Linked DNA regions of Bicyclus anynana: region 2 is linked to region 1. Evidence: chromatin contacts called from public Hi-C data. All regions are on one chromosome and are shown on one strand. Each heading gives the region's core, a stretch centred on a gene start, on an enhancer-like site or on the middle of the called end of the contact. The rest is flanking DNA. Distances are from core to core; before and after follow the strand shown.

Evidence for each region. A called contact is a pair of places that touch in the nucleus more often than the background predicts.
Region 2: a Hi-C map of whole body shows a contact between it and region 1, with 3 times the contacts expected there. The contact joins the promoter of LOC112047284 here to the enhancer-like site in region 1. A contact is called at or near these places in 2 of 2 Hi-C or Micro-C datasets (whole body and whole larva).

Annotation. Positions count from the first base shown.
Region 1 is chr4:7,483,645-7,489,653 of ilBicAnyn1.1, forward strand. It overlaps LOC112047284 (ATP-binding cassette sub-family C member 4), which reads right to left. Exons shown (of 24, transcript XM_024084357.2): 13 at 2,066-2,198; 14 at 1,367-1,558. Among protein-coding and RNA genes, the nearest start is that of LOC112047295, 27 kb to the left of the region's middle. Within about 2 kb of position 2,132, at least 7 of the 8 cell types and tissues checked have open chromatin away from gene starts, as enhancers often do.
Region 2 is chr4:7,528,176-7,534,184 of ilBicAnyn1.1, forward strand. LOC112047284 (ATP-binding cassette sub-family C member 4) reads right to left here and starts at 3,734. Exons shown (of 24, transcript XM_024084357.2): 1 at 3,131-3,734. The coding sequence starts at 3,204.

The DNA.
Region 1 (6,009 bases), core at 882-3,381:
CATCGTTACACGCCCCCGGCCCGCGCGGACCATAGGGTATGTTACGAACGAAATTGCCAAGCTATAAAGCTGTCAATATAATTGCGCCGCCAGTCGCGCGCAGACTTATCTTGCGCGCACTTTACATATGCATATGTATAAGTAGGTATGTGACAATGTACACAAATCATGTTGTTTGTGTAACAGGAATTATCGGAACAAGGCAATGCAGGAGAAACGACGCCATGAGATTCTAAATAAATATAAAGTAATAATAATAAAGGCAAAGGTCTTTGCCCTTTGTTATGTTTTTTTTGCGACAAGCCGACAACCTTCGTTTTATTTAGACCTTTATTATCGCTGTCTCATACTTTAATAAATTGTTAAATTTGTTTTGCAGCTATGCAATATAAAAAACGATCAAGTATGTTATATAATAGACTTAATAAACTTTTGGGTATTTACCCCTTAAACTACTTTGACTGCAAGGGGAAGCTCTCTCCATGGTTACAAGGCCTTACCTATGATGAAACCGAAGATCTGTTAAACGTTATTAAATAAATTCCGAGTTAGTTAAGACAAAACAATAAACAGGAATATTAGATTGGATACACATTCCATTTCAGTTTCAATTACTCACACACACAAACACACACACACACACACACACACTCACACGCACATACACGCACACACGCACTTGTTCGCATGCTCATGCAAACAATTTTATTCTTATTTCTCACTTATTTTGCATGTTAGAATTGTAAGAAAATTATGTATTATTTGATTTATGTTAAAATTATTGTTTTTGTTTTATAATTATAATAATATTATAGTTAAGGAAGAGCGGGGCTTTCTGATACAGGTCTAGTACTTAATAGAAGGTCCCAGCCCAATCAGCTATGTAAACTTGATAAAACAATAAATTTTCATTTCATTCATTTCATTTCATTTCATTCATTTCAAATTTAGAGTTTTTATAAAGTAAAAATACTAACTTGTTAAAAAAAAAATGATTGAGATATTAAAGAAAAATGCAACAATAAATAAACTTGCGATGAACAATGGATTTTATTGTTCAAGGTTGGCTTTAGCAGCCTCAAGCGCTTTATCTATCTATGTCTTGAGGCATGCACCTCCGATTTTTCCCCAGACCGGATTCGAACCTATACCCTCCGGAATCGGAGGCAGAGGTCTTATCCACTGCGCTATCACGACTTACTACTAATACGAGTATAAACACAAAAACATCCATGTTCATTACACAAATATTTTTCAATTCCGGAAATCGAACTAACGGCCTCTCTGCCATGCAGAAGGCAGGGTCACTATTCACTGAGCCACTCAGCTGTCTAATAAATAATGTATTACTTTTTCATATTCTTACCTGCCCGTAGTAAGAATAATACATCCAACAATGGCTGCTCCCCAAACGTAAATAAAAAAGTTGTGATCTATCGGCGTTAGATAAACTTCCTCGATGTTTGAATCAGCGGAACCATTATTTATAGTAATGTTTGGAATTATTCTTTCTTCCTTCAGAGAGTCGTTGACGTGCGTCGCTTCTACGGTGTTCATCCTGAAATAAATTTATTTCTATCACAAATATCTTTATAATTATATAACAGTTTAGCTGATGTATTTTTCTCTTTAACTGCCTCGTTCCTCCTGATTCCTGTGTAGCTTATTCGTGACTTCGAATCATTAGGTCCATCCAAAGAGGAATTAGATATTATTTGTCTGTCGTTTTTTGAGGACTTGAGGGGGATGAGGTAAACTAACAAATCGACAATATTTAATTGTCGATTTGAAAAACTTGTGCACGCCAATAGTTGTATGAACTTCATCGAAATCAGTCAAGCAGTTTCCGAGGATTATGGCAACTAATGCTAGCACTAATGCACATGGTGAGTGGCTAGCGTAACAATGTGACACGAGAATTAATAAATAGAATGATGAAACAGTTCGTGTGACAGTTGTTGCATGTTGCGGGTGACAGTTGGTTTCAGTCTTGAAAGCTACGTATTAAGAACGTCATAAGGCAACTGTCACCCGCACCATGCTACAGCGCACATAGTATAATTACCAGTAAGTGAGCCACAGGTCGCTCACAGATGTGACGACTTGCGCAAGTATGACGGCCACGGAGGTGAAGAGCAGCATGCCCCAGCTGCCGCCCGCGTGGAAGTACTTCCAGTACACCGACCCCGACACGCGACCTTATGACAACGACATAGCAACTATAATCGCACACACACATTTTTTAATCCGAATCACAAGCAACTTTAAATAACAAAGAAACGATATAGTGCAATGTACCGATATCTTTATAAAATTGTCCCTAAGCTTTATTTGTACCTATTGTTCGTTTAACTTGGATTATTTCACACGCCAGATATTTTTTTTTCTATAAGACAGATATACATATTGTTTTAATTAGTTACATAGTCCAGATAATGTCGAGATAAAGAACTGTATCTATTATTTCTCTTCAATATGACTTTTAATGTATTTATTAGTATATTTTGATATGTATTATATTCATTGTTGTAGGTATTCGTGTAATATTGTTTAAGTATTAGGACTTAAATTATTTGTATGTATGTGTATTACTAATACTATGGTTATTATTGTTTTACGCCACCTGCTGATGTCCTTAAGTTTTCCTAAACCGAAGGTTGCCTGGAAGAAATCGCTACTTATCGATAGGGTCGCTTTTTGTATTTGTCTTTGTCTCTATCTAATGTCATCGGGTGAAATCATTTAAATTAACCCCGTCAAACGTAATGCTATTCGTCAAATATGTTCTGTGGTCAAAAACACAAGGAAAAGAGAGAGGGTAGACAGACAAAGAGGTCAAGCGATTAAAAGATCAGCTGCACTCATCGCGATAATGTTCGCTGCAATATTCGTGAAGGAGGAGCGAAGTACCTTGACTCACTAATCTCTATGTACCTACGTAGTAGGTATGTCAATAGTAGAAGACAACACTTAGGCTGCCTGTCTACCAGAGCTTAGCGAGGGCGCGTAGCGGAGTAATGGGGAGCGGAGTTGCAGACTATACTAAATAAATAAATGTTAAATTTAATTTATTTAACCCCGCTCCGTTTCCCCGCTCCGCTTACCGGTTTTATATGAAATTTATACTAGCTCGCAAGCCCCTGTCCACTTAAGAGGAACGGAGATTTTGTGCCATCCTATTGGTTAATATTTCTGTTTCTCAACTCCGCTGTCTCGCTCCGCTTCTCGGTGGACTGGCAACCTTACAATCCGTTCCTGCGGCAATATCGCTATACATTAGTTTCTTGCTATCCACTTATTATACACTAGCTGACGGCGCGTGGTTCCCGTTCCAGTAGGATACGGGGATAATATATAGCCTATAGTCTTCATCGATAAACGGGCTATCTAACACTGAAAGAATTTTTTTTATCAGACCAGTGGTTCCTGAGATTTGCGCGTTCAATCAAACAAACAAACTCTTCATCTTTATATTATTAGTATAGATATAAAATTGTTTTAGTATGGGAAAAATAACTAATATTTTAGCGCAGCAGCAAATATTTCAATTAGCCAGTTCTGCGCTGGCCCTCCGGCGTTATTGTGTTACTATATGATTTTTTGTTTCCAACAGCTTCTCTAGTACGTAGTACAGTACATAATTATTCAATGGCGAAGTGATTGTGTCTTCGCCCAAAGCACCCGAATATTCAAAAAATGTTGGCCACACATATCGCTATAGTCTATTTGCGTTATCACGAATGTGGCCTTGTTACCTAACATATTTTTTTAAATAGTTTCCGATAGTCCACATAAATAATTATTTTTAATATAACAATAATTAATACCTATACACGTTTGACCTAACCACACTAACTCAATGACGAGATTATTAGTGCGAGAAAATAAAATTATTGCCTAAAGTTGAATAAACTCAACATACTCTTATATTTTATACCTATACTGAATAGCTCCACGGTTAAGAGGTCCGACTAAAGTCCGAGAGATCCTAGGTTTGATACCCACGCAGCCAATGGAATTTTGTCGTAAGTATCCACACAACACTCTTCTTCTTTTTTCGTAAAAAGAAGAAGAAAGAAGAATACCAATCCTGTTTAAAAAATATATATCTTCATATTTATGAATAGGCTAGCGTTTGACGGCAATCAAGATGATAAGCGACGATGCAGTCTATAGTGGAAAATGTTTACCTAAAAGACGCCTATTGAATAATGACTTGAAGATATTGCAGTGATATTCTTTTTTATTCTTTACAAGTTAGCCCTTGACTTACAATCTCACCTGATGGTAAGTGATGATGCAGTCTAAGATGGAAGCGTGCTGATTCTTTAGAAGGTGGATAAAAATCCACACCTCTTTTCGGTTTCTACACGACATCGTACCGGAACAACGCTAAACCGCTTGGCGGTACTATCGGTATATCTTTGTAGTACCTACCTAGCAGTAGCGAAGAGTGGAATTTTGACGAAGATAAGCCGTCCCAAAGAAAAGAAAATTCATAACGCTTGAAACAAACTCCGGTTTTTCACACATCCATACATATTACATTTATATTCAATACAATAATGAATATTTATGTATGGAAAAGGTAACCCGGCGTGAATCGGCCTGTGTGGACTCTTCACCGCTGTTACCTAGATAAGTAACTTGTAAGGGTAGCTTGGCCCTGAAGGGGGAAGTTAAAATAGGCTGATAGTGATGAAAAATCTAGAAAATTCAATTGAACGAAGAAGCGGGTTTCGTTTGCTGATTTTACACCAATCAATCACGTACTCAACTACATACTCATCGCAAATTACAAATTACGTTATTATTGTTTGCTGTATAATATTATCTCTTAAACTAGGTTACGTACACATACATTATTATATCCATAAAAACACATAATGAGACAATTGCATCGCATTGTTTAGTGCATTTCTTGGTTACTTTATTATATACTAGCGGACGCCCGCGACTTCGTCCGCGTGAAACTCGATGTAAACTTTCAACTACCTCTACCCTACTCCTACCCTACTCGTAAAAAAAAGTATAAAAAAAGGTATCCTATGTCCTTCTCCTGGCTCTAAACTACCTCCCTGCCAATTTTCAGCTAAATCGGTTCAGCCGTTCTTGAGTTATAAGTGGAGTAACTAACACGACTTTCTTTTATACTATATATAGATTATCATTTATTACTTTCACAAGTAAGAGTCACGCAACATTTTTGCACAAAATAGTAAAGGATAATTTCGATAAACGTAGGTAATATTAATTAGTCGTAAGATAGTTTTAGTTAATTCATGTTATAGCTTAAGTAGCATTAGGAGAGCTACATAGAATTAAAATTTACAGAGAATTAAAAAAAAAGTAAGAGTCTAAAACTTTATCAATTACTGTAAAACATTTATAACTAATACAAATAGGTAAGATGAATAAACTCAAAATTACCTACTGGACCGATTTGAAAAATTTATGCACCAATAAAAAGATATACCTATTATCAGACATTATTTTATCCTAGTATATTCCCACGTGAATGGGAACTATGCGGGTGGTATAGGGTTCTGTATGTTATATTTTTAGGCCCACCAAAGTAGAAATTTTGGAAATGTTAAATGGTTTTCATGGTAATATTTAGTAATTTAAGGATTAATTGAAGGTACAACAGTACCTATCTAATGATAATGATAAGCCCCGAACCCGTGGTCGGGATTAGTGATAACATTTGAACCTCATAGGCAATATCATGGAATGGACAAACAAAACCTTACACATTTTGCTCTGTATCTACCGTTAGACAACGAACTTTACCTATGTTCGAACCCGTTGCTGGAATAACATGTGGGCCACATATGGCAGTGTTATTGCTCATGGAAGGTAACGTTCATGGACGAATAAATATGATGAATTTTGCTATAACATCATTTACATAGTATAAAATGAAGTCGCTTCCGCTGTCTGTTTGCTTAGATCTTTTAAACTATTCAACGGATTTTAATGCAGTTTTCAGCAATAGGGAGTAATTCA
Region 2 (6,009 bases), core at 2,484-4,983, 46 kb after region 1:
TGTCCATAGAACTTCTCGACCTCACTTAATAACTCGGGCTTGGAAGAAATTAGATTACCGTGTTCGGTCTTCAAACGCGTCAGCTGCCTCTGTCCAATAGACAGATCTCTGGCGAAAACTTTCGAGCCTCGATTATTTTCAATCGCATTTTTAATACGCTCGGTATTGAAATTTCGCAAGTCGCTGGTTTGCGACTTAGAGATCTGTCTACTGATTTGTCGGTATTTTGACGCATCTGCTGAAGACTGTAATCTCATTTCTTGCCTCTCTTCCATGAGTTTAAGTGTTTGGTCCGAGAACTTTTTGGTTCTTTTCGCACGGTGGGTCTTATAGAACTTAGACCCAACGGAATGGACAGTTTCCACGAACCTGTTGTTCAGATCGTCCACAGTTTCGCAATTTGCTAGGCAATCAAAGCGGTTCTGCAGTTCTAGTTGAAAGGACTCGGGGTTTTGAATATGGGCACGAGTAGGTCGGAGCGTAGACTTCACCAGTCGATACCGTTCCAGCTGAATGTTGATATTCAACGTGCCTCTAACCATTCGGTGATCGCTACCGGTTTTCACCCTATGGATCACAGAAACATCGTTGAATATTTGCCGTCTGGTAGACAAGATGAAGTCGATCTCGTTTTTCGTGGAACCATCGGGGCTCATCCAGGTCCATTTCCTGTGTGGTGGCTTCTTGAAGAAGGAGTTCATCATAAAGAGGCCCTCCTTCTCCATGAAGTCAGCCAACATTTGGCCCCTATCGTTCCGTTGCCCATATCCAAATCGTCCCACTTTCAACTCTGAACCGCTACGTTCGCCCAGCTTTGCGTTAAAATCCCCCATCACAACATTGTAATAAGAGTTTGAGGCATGTATGGCTTTAGAAATATCCTCATACAATACCTCTACCTCCTCGTCGGGATGTGTCGAGGTCGGTGCGTAAACCTGTATAACCTTCAACGAATACCGTTTGGTAATTCGGAGGACCAGGAACGCTACCCTGCTCGACACACTCTCGACTTTTACAACATTGTTCACGAGGGACTTGTGAACGATAAATCCGACACCACCCTGGGACTGTTGGTCGCCCTCCCGGTAGTAGAGCATGTTGCCGGATTCAAGGATTATCGAGCCCTCCCCCTCTCTTCGGACTTCAGACAATCCTATGATATCCCAGTGCAACTTGCTCATAACTTCTTCCAGCTCGATGACCTTTTCGTCGGACCTCAAAGTGCGTGCGTTGTATGTTGCCAGGTCTAGTCGTCGGGGTTGGCAGCGGAATCTCTGCCGGAGATTCTTAACACCCCTTGCCCCGCCGTTACCATAACCGCTGCCAGAGCCAGGAATAGCGGGGCTGCCGGGGACTAGGGGCTGTGTTTTGTTTTTGCCGTCCATACAAAGTTTTGCCCAGTACTGACCACGCTGGGCATGCGGGTTGGTCAGCGCAGTGCTAGATTACTCGCGCCGGTGTCGCTGCTGCCCGACACCGGCCTGAGGCATTTCGTAATCTAGCCTGTGGGAATGGATATACCGCCATTCGTCGTCGGTCGCCAGAGCCTCGTCGGTCCATCTGCAGGGTGCACCACGAGCAGGTGAGGTTGGCAGTTGGGGAGACTGACTGGTACTAGCCTCCCCCTTACACCCATTATATCATAAAATACAATAAGAGTAATACGTAAGATTCTGTATTAAACAAAAACTGTGTGCGTGTGTTTGTGGGTTGGGTGTACTCTTCTATAACAAGAACCCAAAGACCGGCCAATGCATTTTTTTCAACATAATATGCAACAATATGAGTCAAAAGGTTCAGCAATGTATTAAAAATCATTTACTTGGTCAAGGTTACTACATAATTGATGAATTCTTTAATGATAAACATGCTTGAATGCCATTGGATCAGCTTCCACCTTCACGTTAAAGTAAAAGAAATTGTAAAATTGTAAAATTTCACAATTGTAACTGTTGTTGGGTCTTCTCAACAAAACGTGCCTGCCGTAGTCTTTACAAATAGTCAAACTTGATGTTTTAAAAGTGCTTGTAGTTTACAAGCGTGCTTAAAATAAATTAAATTTGATTTTGATATTTATTTAATTTTTGAGGAATGTAGTGTACAAATACATACATTTCTCTGTACACACAAACAAAGTTTACCGTCAGTACATCCCCCAGCACACTGCTTGAAAGTAAACGTGTCCACGAGGACAATGAAATAACATATCGAAAATGGTTGAGCTTTTGAGGGCATGGTTTCTATATTTATTTTCATTACATACATCCCTAATGCTAGTCACCTAACTGCAGCGCTGCCGGCATGACGTCCAGAAAAATTCACCGCGTATTACGTTAGTGGCTGACATACGTCGCGACTCTTGTTTTAAGTCGAGCCATCCTGCACATCGCGACCAACACAAGATAAGTTTTACATTTTACCGGACGTCATGCCAGCAGCGCTGCAGGCATGTGGGTATATCGGACCGTCGGTGAGTAGCATTAGCGCACTGCAGACTTGACGGTAAACTTGATCCGTGATCGTGAGTGGCTGGCTTATAGTCCGAGAGCTGGTCGACATTTTTAACAAGATATTTGAGGCATGCAAAAAAAATTGTCTTTTGTGTGTATATTTATATTATACCTACTACCCTAACAGACTGCACTGGTGACCTGGCTGGGTTATAGTAGGGATAAATCAACCTTTAGGTACATGAAGATTAAAATTTTATTTTTAATTGCATAAAAAATTCAATTAAAAATAAAATCTCCCTTTAAATTGCTATTTAAAAAGTAACTCCAAAGGTCTTAAACTCTGTGTTATACCCAGTAGGTATAGAAAAAGTAGCAATAGGCCAAAGTTTTCAGCTTGTCTCAAATTAAATAATAGCTATCGAAAAATGTCGAACAGCTGTCCACTTATAAATGACACCCTGTTACGGGACCGGACTCAAATCTGAGAAGCATGAGGTTCGGTATTCATATTGCATTCGACTAACTGCGATGCGAGAAAAAAGAAAAATTATGGTCATGTGATATGTCTTTATACATGGCTAATTAAAAAAAACTCAAAAGCATTAAAATATTATCCTTTAATGAAATGCCATTTAATATTTATAGCTTGAAAGGTTAGCAAAAAAGGCGACACTTACCACAAAAATATTTTCGATAATATGTTTGCATTATCGTGCGGATTTTTTTCTTTGAGTACAACTTTTGAATCCATCTTGCACTGGAGTTAGAAATCTATAAGTCCAAAAAAATAGACACAGATTCCCAAATCTTATTTTAAAGTTAAACAGTAACTATTTTTCTGAGTCAGCACAAACTTCAATAAATTTTAATCAAAAAATATTTGAGTTTTAATCACATTATTACACTTTAAGCACTTAGACCACAATACACACAACATAGTTTATTAATATTCCTCATAAATATCACTTGCTCTTGTTTAAATCGGAAATCACTTATGTGTCACGCAGATCACTGATCTCAGTACAATTTTTGGTATTGCATTGCGTAATGAGGTGGCAATTCGATAGTTTTTTGAGAAACAATAATACGAACGTTTATTAGGCGCCGCGATAATATATTTTATAAGAATTGTAAGTAGCTACAGTGAATAAGTACGACGGAATATAAGTCCAGTATGAATAACAATATCACAGATAAGTACGGGAATATCAGGCCAGTACATTTGTTTGAGCGAACGTCGTCGCGCCGCGTCGCGCGTAAACTGAACAACTGACTGAATTCACGCGGCGGCGAAGCGCCGAGCGAAGTACAGACAGACGGGCAGTGTTGCTGTTGAATGTTCACATATCGCTCTTTATAACTCCACATCCCGATTTTGCGGAATCATGATTACTAAGTATTTAATGTGTATTATATAATATACACTTAAACCAGATGGTCAGCATGCAATATACCTATCAATATATACAAAACAGTTGGATTAGTTACATTATTTCAAACTGCAATACTAATGCCTAGTTCGGACTACTTTAGTATTTTAGTGGAGTATATACCTACCTATATATGTAATTTTTTTGGATTTACCGCCCAAAAATTGTTCGTACTCGACTAAAATAATAAAGTAGTCCGAACTAGGCCCTACGGTTTGAACAAATCTTGTTTTTTATTGACATAGATAGTTTTATATAATAGATACCTATGTCTTGTAAATTCTGTTTTTACCAAATCCTAGTGTGTTCTGTTCCAGGGTTCAAATTATCTGTACCTATACCTACGAATATTTATCAAAATCGATTCAGCTATGAAAAATTAACAAACAAACAGACAGAGTTTTCATTTATTATTATACTTACACCTACCTACTTAATGTGTATTTAAACATAGTAAGCTCCTCCCGGCTTTCATAATTACAGTCTCTTTTGGAAGAAAAATTGAAAGGAGGAAACGTAACTTCTCGGGGACGGAGTCGCTGGCGCCCGCTAGTTATGATATTTAAAAATCACACCTACCACAAAATGTTATCTACTTACCAATAAAGTCAATCATTGCTAGTGACGGGACGATTTATTCTTTTTTGGTCTATCAATAACCACTTGACGTTTACGTAGGTAGATAAGGTAACTACTCACGAAAGTTTTCACAAGTCATTCATTACATTTTGTATGATTACAAATCAAGGGGTGTAAGGGGGAGGCTAGTACCAGTCAGCCAACCAAATGCCAACCTCACCTGCTCGTGGAGCACCCCGCAGACTGACTTTGGCAACCGATTTGTGGCGGTATAAGTTAAATCGGTTGCCAAAGTAAAAATCCAACCAGTTTCGAATGGTTATACGGTATAACCATTCGAAACTGGTTGGACTTTTTTAAATGGCACAGGCTGGTGTCAGGCAGCAGCGAAACCGGTGCGGAAAAAATCCAGCCATTCGAATGCATGGCCAGCGTGGTAATTCTTTGGGCATTAACATTTATGGATACAGGCAAAAACAAACAGCCCCTAGTGCCCCGGAGGCCCTGCTATTCGAGAAGTTCTACGAACCGTTATACTCAAAAGCCTGTTGACAATTTGGGCAAGGATCCCAGAGCTAAACTGACACGACACTATACCGAAGATATCCCTCCGGGATATCAGCCAGCCTATCAGCCTATATGAGATTAGTATGACTCTCAAACAATTTAAGAACAACAAGGAACCTGGTGCTCGCTGAATCACACCAGAACTCCTGAAAGACCACATACTCGTAAAATACATACGCTGAGGCAGGTTACCATAGGCGTATATCCTAGATACGTCAATGCAGGTTATACAAAACCCCGAAGAGTATTACCAACCACGTTGCTTGGCGTTTGATGACCTATGACCCAGGCCCACCCTAGGAAAAGATTTTAGATACGCCAATGACTATGAGAAAGCCTTCGATCTGTGACGATCGATGTTGCTTACAATATTAATCTAAAAACTTAGTCTCAACTCCCACCTAAGCCACAGCCTAAGCTTACATCAGCAAGGCATCCCAGACTCTGCATTCATGACTCGTATGTATCATTCGTCATGCATTTATTATTCTCTACTTGAAGATACCGTCTCGGAAGACTTTCTGTGGTCGTTTCAAAATATTTTTTTAACCGACTTCAAAAAAAGGAGAAGGTCGACTCGTATGTTTTTTTTAACTCATAATTTTATTATTTTCAATTTTGAAATTTATTTATTTGTTTGAAAGAATATAATTTCAAATTGGTCCCATTTAATTTTCATGAAAATCGGTATAGTAATTTACAATTGTTACAATCAAAATAACTGAAGTTAGTCGGTTCCATTTTCATGTTAAAAAAATATTTTAGATAATTTTAATTAGGTACAATCAATAATTTTTTACATAGGTACCTACATAGACCTAAAAAGACCAAGTTAATCGCTGTAAAAATAAAGTAAAATGTTACCTATACCTACGTCTTAGACCATTGGTCTAAGCTATACGTATTACGTACATACGTTTTACTTTATTTTATCGTACGTAACGTAATATTAGGTAGGTACGTACTTGTACTATTATGTA